Regions from separate parts of the Danio rerio genome. Here region 2 is linked to region 1. Evidence: chromatin contacts called from public Hi-C data. All regions are on one chromosome and are shown on one strand. The core of a region is the stretch at or near the end of the contact, and the rest is flanking DNA. Distances in the headings are between cores, read along the strand shown.

Region 1 (5,622 bases), core at 2,645-5,144:
ACTAGAGAATCATTCAAATACTAGCTCAAAAGTGACGTTAGTAAACTGGCAACGGTTTCTGCTGCTCTAATGGTCAGCTGCAGATGTGAAGGAATGGCGGAAGAAAGTAGCTCCTCGTACAAAAGGGTTTTTGAGACTCTCCATGTTGGATTTTCTTTTTTATACACACAATTATGCTGATGAACTGTTGTATAAAGGCAATATAACACTCGTAGCAGGGGTATGTGGCTGTATATCGGCACTGGTGGGGGGCACTCAGGCACTCGGCCTGTGGCCTCAAGTCAACACACGCCTCCCACCAGTGCCGATATACAGGCACATAACACTGCTACGAGTGTGATATTGCTCATATATGTGTATGTAAATGGGAATTACTATACTAACCTACATATTTTATTATATTTTAAAATATCTAATATTTTTAACCTATAATACATTACATTTAAGCTAATATTCACAGTTAATGGCAAAATGATTAGCCCTGTGAAATTTAAATTCTGTTTTGATTACTTCCAATTGATGTTTAACAGAGCAAAAACATTTTCTCAGTGTTTTCTATAACATATTTCTTCTGGAGACGGTCTTACTACTTTTAGTTTGGTTGGAATGAAAAAACAGTTAAGATTAATATTATTGGCCCCTTTTTGAAATGCTTGTTTTGATTGGCTACAAAGCAAACCACTGTTGTCCAATAACTTACTTTAATTCTTAAATTGCACTTTAAACTGCATACTAAAAGCTTGCAAAATAACTAGTATGTTATTATATATAGAACACCCCTCACAAAACTATATTTTAAATTTATATTGTTAATAGGAAGCTATCCAATACTATATTTGTGCATATACATTTGATTAATCAGTACTGAAGCCAGTTCTGGAGCTAATCGAACAAAACAACTTATGATAACGCTCCAAAAACTAGTACACCCAAATTCATTTAGTTTGAAAAATGTTTGCAGACCAAAATATTACTTGAATAAATATATCTGTTTAATAAATCTGTTTTGTTTAAATGCACAAAATACACTGACTATATTCAACGAGAAATGGATAAAAATATTAGTTTTCAAAATGGGTTGTACTCAATTATGTGAGCACTGTATATGACATAATATATTATGTACTGTCATCATAAAAAAGACAAAATAAATGTGTTATTATAAATTAGTTATTAGCAATTCTGTTAAAACTTAAATATTTATAATTTTGTCAAAAATGTTGACTACAACTGAATATACCCATAATTGAACTTTATTTACCTCTCAGTCTAAAACACCGAGACAGGGCTACAGATATAGTGATCAGAAATATGAAGACAGATGCAGCAGTTCCCCACCAGGACCTCCTGCAGTCATACTCGTCATCATCTGGACAAAAATACAGCAAAATATTTTGACATTTTAGTCCTCAAAATAAATTATACTGCTCTAATCCTTCACACACACAAAGAAAATCTTACCGGTGATGCGGACGGTAATGTTGACGTGGGTTTGGACTTGATGCCTAATCTGGAAACCATAGAAAGTGCAGATGTAGGAGCCGCTGTGTGTTAAACTATCCAAGTTCAGCAGATGAAGGGAGCCGTTGCCCAAATGTGCCTGATCAATGTCCACTTCAGCTCTGCCGTCCCACAGGTTCAGTAGGCGACGACTCCGGCTGTCGAAACTGAAGATTACGATGGATTCGCTGGATCTGCTGAAGCTCCAGGTGAGGGTGAAATTGTGGCGAGGTTGAGGAACGCTGCAGGGAACCAAGAGACCAGAGCCCTCCTCTGCAAATATCTCATCTAGGAGATTTAGATGATTTATAGATTGCTGTGATTTTCACATTTATTGACATTTGTATGGCAAGCCATCTTAGCATTTAATCAATATCTAAATTATAAAATGATTTATATATAGTGTATAATTAGATACTATATTAGATGCTAGTATTTATTATTTATAAAATAATAAAATGAGACTGAATTTTTTAATTTTTGTGGAGTTTTTGCAAGATTTGCTGCAGATTTTGTTGCATTTATTTTATTGTCGTCTGCTATTCAAAACTAGCTTAGTGTACATTGTTTCAATTGAGCCTATTGTTATAAAATAAGTCGAGAGCAGGGGTGTCAAACTCATTCCTGGAGGGCTGAAGCCCTGCACAGTTTAGTTCCAACCCTGCTCCAACACACTTACCTGTAGGTTTCAAACAAGCCTGATGGACTCAATTAGTTTCATCAGGTGTGTTTAATTAGGGTTGGAACTAAACTGCAGAGCTGCGGCCCTTTTGGAACTGAGTTTGACACCTGTGTCTAGAGCACTATCTTTTGTTAAAAACTAAGCCTAGAGAGCCAACTGCTGTTCAAAACTAGCCCAGACCACCTTCTGCTGTTCAAAACTAGCCCAGAGCACCTTCTGCTCTTCAAAACTAGCCTGGAGCATCTTCTGCTGTTCAAAACTAGCCTAGAGCACCTTTTGCTCTTCAAAACTAGCCTAGAGCACCTTCTGCTGTTCAAAACTAGCCTAGTGCGCTATCTGCTGTTCAAAACTTTTTTGCAAGTTTTTGCAAGATTTGCTGCAGATTTAGTAGCATTTATTTTATTGTTGTCTGCTATTCAAAATTAGTTTAGTGTACAGTGTTTTAATTGAGCATAATGTTATAAAATAAGCCTAGAGCACCATCTGTTGTTAAAAACTAAGCTTAGAGTGAAATCCGCAGTTCAAAACTAGCATAGAGCGCTGTCTGCTGTTCAAAACTAGCCTTGAGTGACATCTGCTGTTCAAAACTAGCCTAGAGCGACATCCGCTGCTTTTCAAAACTAGCCGAGAGCGACATCCGCTGCTTTTCAAAACTAGCCTTGAGCGACATCTGCTGTTCAAACTAGTCTAGAGCACAATCTCCTGTAAAAAAAAACTAGTCTAGAGCACCGTCTGCTGTTAAAAACTAGCCTAGAGCACCATCTGCTGTTCAAAAATAGCCTAGAGCACCATCTGCTGTTCAAAACTAGCATAGTCCGCCAACTGCTGTTTAAAACTAGCCTAGAGTGCCATCTGCTGTAAAAACAAGCCCAAAGTGCCATCTGCTGTTGTTTAAAACTAGTCTAGTTCACCTTCTGCTGTTCAAAACTAGCCTACTGCGCCATCTGCTGTTCAAAACAACCCTTGAGTGACATCTGCTGTTCAAAACTACCCTTGAGTGACATCTACTGTTCAAAACTAGCCTAGTGCGCCATCTGCTGTCATAAACTAGCCTAGTGCACCATCTGCTGTTGTTCAAAACTAGCATAGAGCGCTGTCTGCTGTTCAAAACTAGCCTTGAGTGACATCTGCTGTTCAAAACTAGCCTAGAGCGACATTCGCTGCTTTTCAAAACTAGCCTAGAGCGACATCTGCTGTTCAAACTAGTCTAGAGCACAATCTCCTGTAAAAAAACTAGTCTAGAGCACCTTCTGCTGTTAAAAACTAGCCTAGAGCGCCATCTGCTGTTCAAAAATAGCCTAGAGCACCATCTGCTGTTCAAAACTAGCATAGTCTGCCAACTGCTGTTTAAAACTAGCCTAGAGTGCCATCTGCTGTTGTTTAAAACTAGTCTATTTCACCTTCTGCTGTTCAAAACTAGCCTAGTGCGCCATCTGCTGTTCAAAACTACCCTTGAGTGACATCTGCTGTTCAAAACTAGCCTAGTGCGCCATCTGCTGTCATAAACTAGCCTAGTGCACCATCTGCTGTTGTTCAAAACTAGCCTAGAGCATCCTCTGCTGTTTAAAGCTAGCCTAGAGCTGTTCAAATTAAGCTCAGAAGAGTATTAACCACTAAAATTTGAACAGACACAGTGTGTAGTAGTGTTTACCTTGCTGATGCAGTGAAGCCGTCCACACCTGCAGTCTGTCCGCTGACTCCACCGAGCAGAAGTAGACATACTCAGAGACGTTCCCAATCACGCTGATGGAGCTCTCCACGCTAAACAGGCCCTTGGAGTCTGAAGTTTTGCGGGTGTAGTTCTGGAAGTTTCTGGTGTCAGTGGGGGGATCAGTGGCCCACGTGAGCTCAGGAGCAGGATAGATGTTCTGGGACAGACAGGTGAGCCTTTCCTCCACCAGCTCCAGCTTCACTGACTGGATCAAAGCTGCATGTAACAGATGAAACAGGTTTTTAAATACTCTGTTTTAATGCCATCAGCTTCATGAAGTATAAAGACAGGTATCATGCCATTAAATAAAAAAAAAAAGTAAAATAGCTGTAAAATATGTATTTATTCTATGCAATTGGTAACATTTTTCAATGTTTCAATGTCTTAAATAAAATAAATATATGAAAAATATACAAACAAAAGTTTTATTTATAGTAAATTAATATTTTTTCTCAGTCAATCTTTAGTGATTTTCAGTTTAGTTATTTTTATTTCTGACCAAAATAATAAAAAAATTAATTAAAACCAGTAAACCTGGGTAAAAATGTGTACAAATGAAGTGACGAAAATGTCATAAGTCACGTTTTTTTAATGTGTGAAAAATATTTATCTATCATTTAATATTGTTCAAACAAAGTGCTTAAAACCAGTAAACAAAGCAACAAAAAGGAACATAAAATATATTATAAAAGTAGAAAAAATAATGCAATAAATACAATTCAATTTTAATTTATTCAAAGGATAAATCCTTGAGATGCATTTTCAAGGGGGTCCCACAAAGATATGACAAAAGCAAACTAAACAAAATAATACAATTACAAACACTTACTGAAGTAAAGTCTTACAAATTATTTGTGATTAATTGATTGTATTTATTTATTTGACCAAAGTTTATTGGTAAGAACTTTTGATTTAGTCCGTAATTTGTCTTATATTATTCATATTTTTTTACAGAGCCTCTAGCGCCCTCTTGTGGCCCCTTCATAACACACTAACTGACAAAAGTCTTGTCGCCTATCCAAGTTTTAGCAATAACAATTAATAACTTGACTTCTAGTTGATCATTTGGTATCAGAAGTAGCTTACATGAAGGGCAAAGGCCTCTAGATTAGACAGTATGGAATATAAAGTCATGGTGCAGTGGGAAAAAAATGATTATTGTGTCTGACTCCCATGAGCTTGGAGGACTACATCCATTCATCTCTGCAATGACTCAAATAACTCATTAATAAAGTCTTCTGGAATGGTAAAGAAAGCGTTCTTGCAGGACTCCCAGAGTTCATCAAGATTCTTTGGATTTATCTTTAATGCCTCCTCCATCTTACCCCAGACATGCTCAATAATGTTCATGTCTGGTGACTGGGCTGGCCAATCCTGGAGCACCTTGACCTTTTTGCTTTTAGGAATTTTGATGTGGATGCTGAAGTATGAGAAGGAGCGCTATCCTGCTGAAGAATTTGCCCTCTCCTGTGGTTTGTAATGTAATGGGCAGCACAAATGTCCTGATGTTGATGTTGCCATCCACTCTGCAGATCTCTCGCATGCCCCCATACTGAATGTAATCCCAAACCATGATTTTTCCTTCACCAAACTTGACTGATTTCTCTGTGAATCTTGAGTCCATGCAGGTTCAAATAGGTCTTCTGCAGTATTTGTGATGATTGGGATGCAGTTCAACAGATGATTCATCAGAAAAATCTTCCTTCTGCCTCTTTTCCAAATGATCAAC
Region 2 (5,440 bases), core at 1,492-3,991, 96 kb before region 1:
TTCCCCCTATCCCCTGCTCATTTAGAACATTATAACATTTAAACATGGAACAATTTTTTTAAAAGCATTAAAGTCATCTCTCTTGCGTGTAATTTGCTTCTAGTTCAGTTTTAGCGATCTTCATGTTTACAATTGTGCTCCCTTCGCAGTGCACTTTGAAAACATTGATGTCATTTTGAACACAGCCATGACGAAAGCTATAGGTGACCTATTATTTAAAAACGCAATTTATTTTACATCTCCAAAGCTTGTGAAAACAATAAACATAGCATACGTTAATGCTTTTAATTTATAGTAGGTTATTTATTAAGTATCTGTACTGTATAAGACATGGGCCCGTGGGTTAGAACATTTCTGCAGTGGTTTAAATGTGTCAAATTATAAAAGTAGACTTTTCTAAAATAAAAAATAAACAACATCCTACTTAATAATAATAATAATATTAATAATAATAATAATAATAATAATAATCATCATCATCATCATCTTCATCAATATTATTATTAAAGTATGATTTTTTTCATTTCCTAATAAATAATACATTTCATGTCTTAATAAATAGCCTCATTATTTATTTATTTCTATGATTTATATATGAGATTGGAATAGGTGTTAGCTTTTGTAAGTAATTTTAGGTTTTAGAATAGAATATTCATGTTCTCAATCATATTTGTAAAGGAAACACAGACCCTATATATGCCATTTACATATAATTCAATTAATATGGTAAGCCAGTGCATGTTTTTACCAAAACTAATATTGGATTTTTTTTATGTGTGTGTGCGTAAAACAATATAATTTGTACAAACAAATTATGGGGTTCCTCTATAAAGAAGTTGTTACTCCACCCTGTTTGGAGCACCATTATGGGCACTTTACAGTCAAACTAACGTGGTTCGAATGATGGATCTGCGACAGAAGCTTCGGGTTTTGGGGAACACTCGTCACTTATGTTCTTTTCCTAAATGATGCATCGTACTATGATAGTTCAGTCGGGAGTTACATTGTTGTTTGGGAAATGCACCCCTGAATAGCAAACTAGAGAGTGATGCTGAGTTCAGACCACATGAGTTTTAAAGTAGTCGCGTCACAGATGTTTTCACACTGCATGAGTATCTGGGGTTGCAGTCTGTCAGTGCTGTGTTTTTACTGTAGGATGGATCGGCGTCAACAGGTTTCACACTGCATGACTTTACAATAGAAAGAATCGCTGACAACTTTGTTTCAGTCCGCAAACTACATCTCACAACCAAACACATGTGAGAAGTTAAACGGAAACATCGTGAGGTCACATATCATATCTTTTTTTATTAACTACATAATGAGAAAGAAGCCTTTAGTGGGGTTGAAAATTCACTTATTTTGCTGGGTTTTGAAGGGAATTAGCAATTTCTCTCCAAGTTTTTTCTTTTTCAACCCAGTTGTGATATTACTAAGATGACACATCTAACAGACACGAGTGAACACAAATTTCCATTAGTTTTTCCTCCATTTCTTGTGTCCAAATAGACCGAAAAGAACCCCTTTTAACTTCTGCGCCAACCTACCGTTGGCATGTAGGTACTCATACTAGTGGATGCTGCTCTCTGATTGGCTGTAGGTAACTGCTGATGTTATTTTCAATCAGAACACATTTCACACGGCAGGATTTGTGAAATGCCAACAACTCCAGATATTTAGCATGCCGAATATCTCATGGGCGTCAGCGACTCATCTGCGATTCTCTCAGATCGCGTCTTTGATGTGTGACTGTTACTCACGTGAACAAGCATCGAATTGCCTGTGAGTTCAGGAATTTGTATGCGATTTTTCAATCTGTCGGTGAGTCAAAATTGGTGCTAAAATCAAGCAGCCTGAACCCAGCATAAGCAAGAATAGTCCAAAAGTAGAGTGGATGTGCATTAGAAGCGAGATGGGTGTGGTGTGTAATCTCTCAAGTAAATGAAAACAGAGAAAGAGTGTTACTGTGGGAGATCATGAAACAGCAAAGGCACTGATGCAGAGATGAAGATGTGTGTGCGATTAGTTTCATGATGATAGGAGCACTCCTAATGTCTGAAAATGACTGAAATCCTCAAGTCAACAAATCCCCAGAGGAATGCATGTGACAATGGAGCAAAAGGAGGGGCGATAAACACATAATGTAAAGCATGTACTAATGTCCTTTGGGAATCGTGTGTGTGTGTGTGTGTGTGTGGGAGAGAGAGATTGTGGGTGGTTGAGTGGGAGGGGCAGAAGGAGAGAAGGAAGGTTGTTGGAGAAAGACAACAAGGGATTGAGAAAGTGGGATAAATAATGGGGAACTGTTTAAGCTTTGACAGCAGTCACAGATTGATTCATTAGAAAATTTCAACACCCTTTCAATATGTCCTCCCTCTGATGTAGGTAAATTCAATACACAGGCGTGGAGTGGTAACATATTTCGATCAGATTGATATTTTGAGCAGCTTGTTTTGTAAATCTATCACAGCAGGGATGCAGTGCACAAAGCCAGTTGCTCCCAATGTTGTGCTTTGTCCCATATGCAGCACTGATGCTGATAGAAAGAGAACAGTCACAAATAGGAAGGGTAAATCTGGATGACTAACCGGGATGGGAGAGATGGGAACACTTATTTGGATGAAAAGAGGGAGTGGACTAGGAGAAAGCGAAAGAGAGAAAGAAGGAAAGAGGGTAGGATGATGACAGCCCCTGGCTCCGCTCCATTGCTGACGAAAGCTGCTAAGACCCTCAGTTGCCATGGCGACCGGCTGGAGCAGCCAGAGGAGAGGAGCAGAGAGAGAGGGAGAGGGAGGGCGGAGGCTTGGGAGGGAGGAACAGAAGCAGAGAGAGAAAGAGGGAGCGCTTAAAAAAAAGAGCAATAGACAGAGGGAGGGAACGAGAGTGGAAACGGAGATAGATGCACATTTCTAGCACAGAAAAATAAAAGGGAAGAGGTAATTTATTTATTTATTCTGATTAGAGTCGTGTTTCATTCATCTGAGCGCGCGGTTTTAGATAGAGAAGGTGTAAGAGTAGACAGAGACGTCGAGACCAAGGTGAAGATACGCTGCAGTGGAGCTGGAATATGGATGCACAGTCGGAGAGCTGTGAACCACCGCCATGTGACCCTCAGCCTCCAGGTAAAATCAGAAAAGCCTTAAAACTGTTCGGCAAGAGGAAGCCTGGAAGCAGTGTCGCTAGCATCTTCTCCATGCGAGGGAAAGGAGATGGAGGCCCTAAATCACCACCGTCAAGGAGCAAAACCCAGGATGGATTAAATGAGCCGACGGCCCCTGAAGCAGTGGCAGAGCAGGTGGATCTTGACCAGGAGGACGAGAGTCAACAGGAGGATGCTCCAATGGAGGAGTTCATCAGCGGGGACATGAATTCACAAACAACCCCCACGAGGCAGTCCATCTCCTCCCTTACCTCTGCTAAATCTCTGAGTTTCCTTAATATGCTACGCAAAGGTCGGAGGGGAATGACAGGAGAACGGCAGGCTCAGACTGAGTCTCAAAGGCCCGGGCGGCAACGGAAGGGTCTGAAGGGATTATTTGGAACCGTACGCTGGCGTGGAAAGGAGAAAGAGGATGAAGAGGAGGTTCAACCAGGACCTCCCCTTCTTGCTTCCCGTTCCAACAGTGTTGAGATTATAAAAGAGAGTCTCACATTGACACCAGGGCCTCCGCCTCGCTCTGTAGAGGAGACAGAGGAGAAACATCAGCTCTCTACACCACAAGAGGGCCCAACATCATCTGAGGACTCTGCAAAGGTGAGCGGGACAACCAAAGCCCCAACAAATGAACGCTTGAGCACACTGCTTGGAGATATCTCATCAATTTTGAGCTTCGATTCACTGACACCATGTGGAGATATTGTAGCAGATGTTGAGGCAGAATGGGCCAAAGCTAGCAATCGAATGGAGGGAGCACCTAGCACACTAAAAGTGGATAGTTCTGAGAAGACGTCATCTTCTGCAACTTCTACCAGATCAAAACCTAGCCCTTCTCCAACATCTACTCTCAGCCCAACAATCTCCTCCAAACCTTCTCCTACATCAGCAGCCAAACCCACCCCTTCACCTTCAACAACCAAACCTATCCCTAGCCCTTTGACAAAACCTGCAGGTACCTCAGCCTCCTCTTCGGTGACCCAGATGTCACCGTCTATGCCTACTGGCCCTATTCTCTCAACCCCAACATCCAGCCCTCTCTCCAAACCCACACCTGTGCCATCAACTATGCCCATAACCAAACCTACCCCAACCCTTCAAGCTACAACAACTCCTCAGATTATTAAACCTACCCCAACCCCTGCATCTGCCTCCATTTCACAGCCTATACCAAGCCCTAAATCCAAACCTATAACTTCCCCAGCTCAACCAGCCCCATCTCCTAAATCTAGCCCTGAAATTAAACCTTACACAATATCTAGTGACATAACTGCCCCCAAAACTGAACCTACACCCATTTCTACATCCATCTTCATACCTACATCTGAAACCTCCCCACCACCAATCATTCCTACCCCTGAAACTGCTGCTGTTACCAAAACTGAACCTACCCAGACCCCTGCGGCTAAACCTACCCAAGCCCCAACCCCTGCATCAAAATCAACTCCAAGCATTACCCATGAATCCAAACAAGCTACCTCTGCAACCAAATACACCCCTTTTCCACCACCATTTGGAAAACCAGCACCAGCCCCAGCACCAACACCAAGACCAAAATATGTGACGACATTTGGATTATCGACAAGCCGTAACACTGCTCCTATAGCCAAGGCTGAGACAAAACAACCAACAGTGCAGACTCCAAAATCTTGCACCCAAACTAGCACAACATCTGTAAGGAAAGTCTCCATTTCTGAATCAACGGTTCCTGTTGCTAAACCTCCATCCACTCTTGCCTCATCACAATCTGTAACCATGTCTGCACTTAGTACCATGAAATCACCCACAGGTGCCTCCGCACCACACATTCCTGTCTTGAAGTCGCCTTCGGGTACTACCCCATCCTTCATTTCTTCGAAAAGAGAAGATGACGGCAGCATGGATTTGAGGGAGGCAGTGAAAAGGGGTCCTGCAGTGAAGCCCACAACTCTGAGTAAGATCCCTGTTAGCGGTGGAGGCAGACCTAAAGTGCATCATCGAGATTCCCAGCCCAATGGAGATGAGGACCACTCGAATCTACCAACACCAGTGCATGAAGAGGACAGCCCATTTACTCTCTCACGTGAAAGCAGCAGCAAAGAGGCCCTCAGCGATGTCTCCACAGAATCAGGGGCTGTCACTCCAACTCTCTCCCACAGCCAAGAGGATATTATGGATGGCAAACTTGGTCCAGCACGTTCTGGTGCCACAAGCTCATCCCGGGAGTCTAAGATCCCAGTCAAACACGGATCTACTGCAACCTACCATTCTGTGCAGGGGAGGGGAGAAGCACGTTCCAAGATACCT

The links. A called contact is a pair of places that touch in the nucleus more often than the background predicts.
Region 2: a contact with region 1 is called in a Hi-C map of embryo, with 2.1 times the contacts expected there. The contact joins the enhancer-like site here to the promoter of hhla2a.2 in region 1. A contact is called at or near these places in 7 of 18 Hi-C or Micro-C datasets (caudal fin, embryo, fibroblasts and 2 more).

What each region holds. Positions count from the first base shown.
Region 1 is chr10:40,461,437-40,467,058 of GRCz12tu, reverse strand. It overlaps hhla2a.2 (HERV-H LTR-associating 2a, tandem duplicate 2), which reads right to left and starts at 3,894. Exons shown (of 5, transcript NR_137296.1): 1 at 3,834-3,894; 2 at 1,462-1,788; 3 at 1,262-1,369.
Region 2 is chr10:40,556,227-40,561,666 of GRCz12tu, reverse strand. All of the region lies in intron 3 of LOC141376431 (a long non-coding RNA gene), which reads left to right. Among named protein-coding and RNA genes, the nearest start is that of zdhhc20a, 12 kb to the left of the region's middle. Within about 2 kb of position 2,741, at least 24 of the 62 cell types and tissues checked have an H3K27ac peak or open chromatin away from gene starts, as enhancers often do.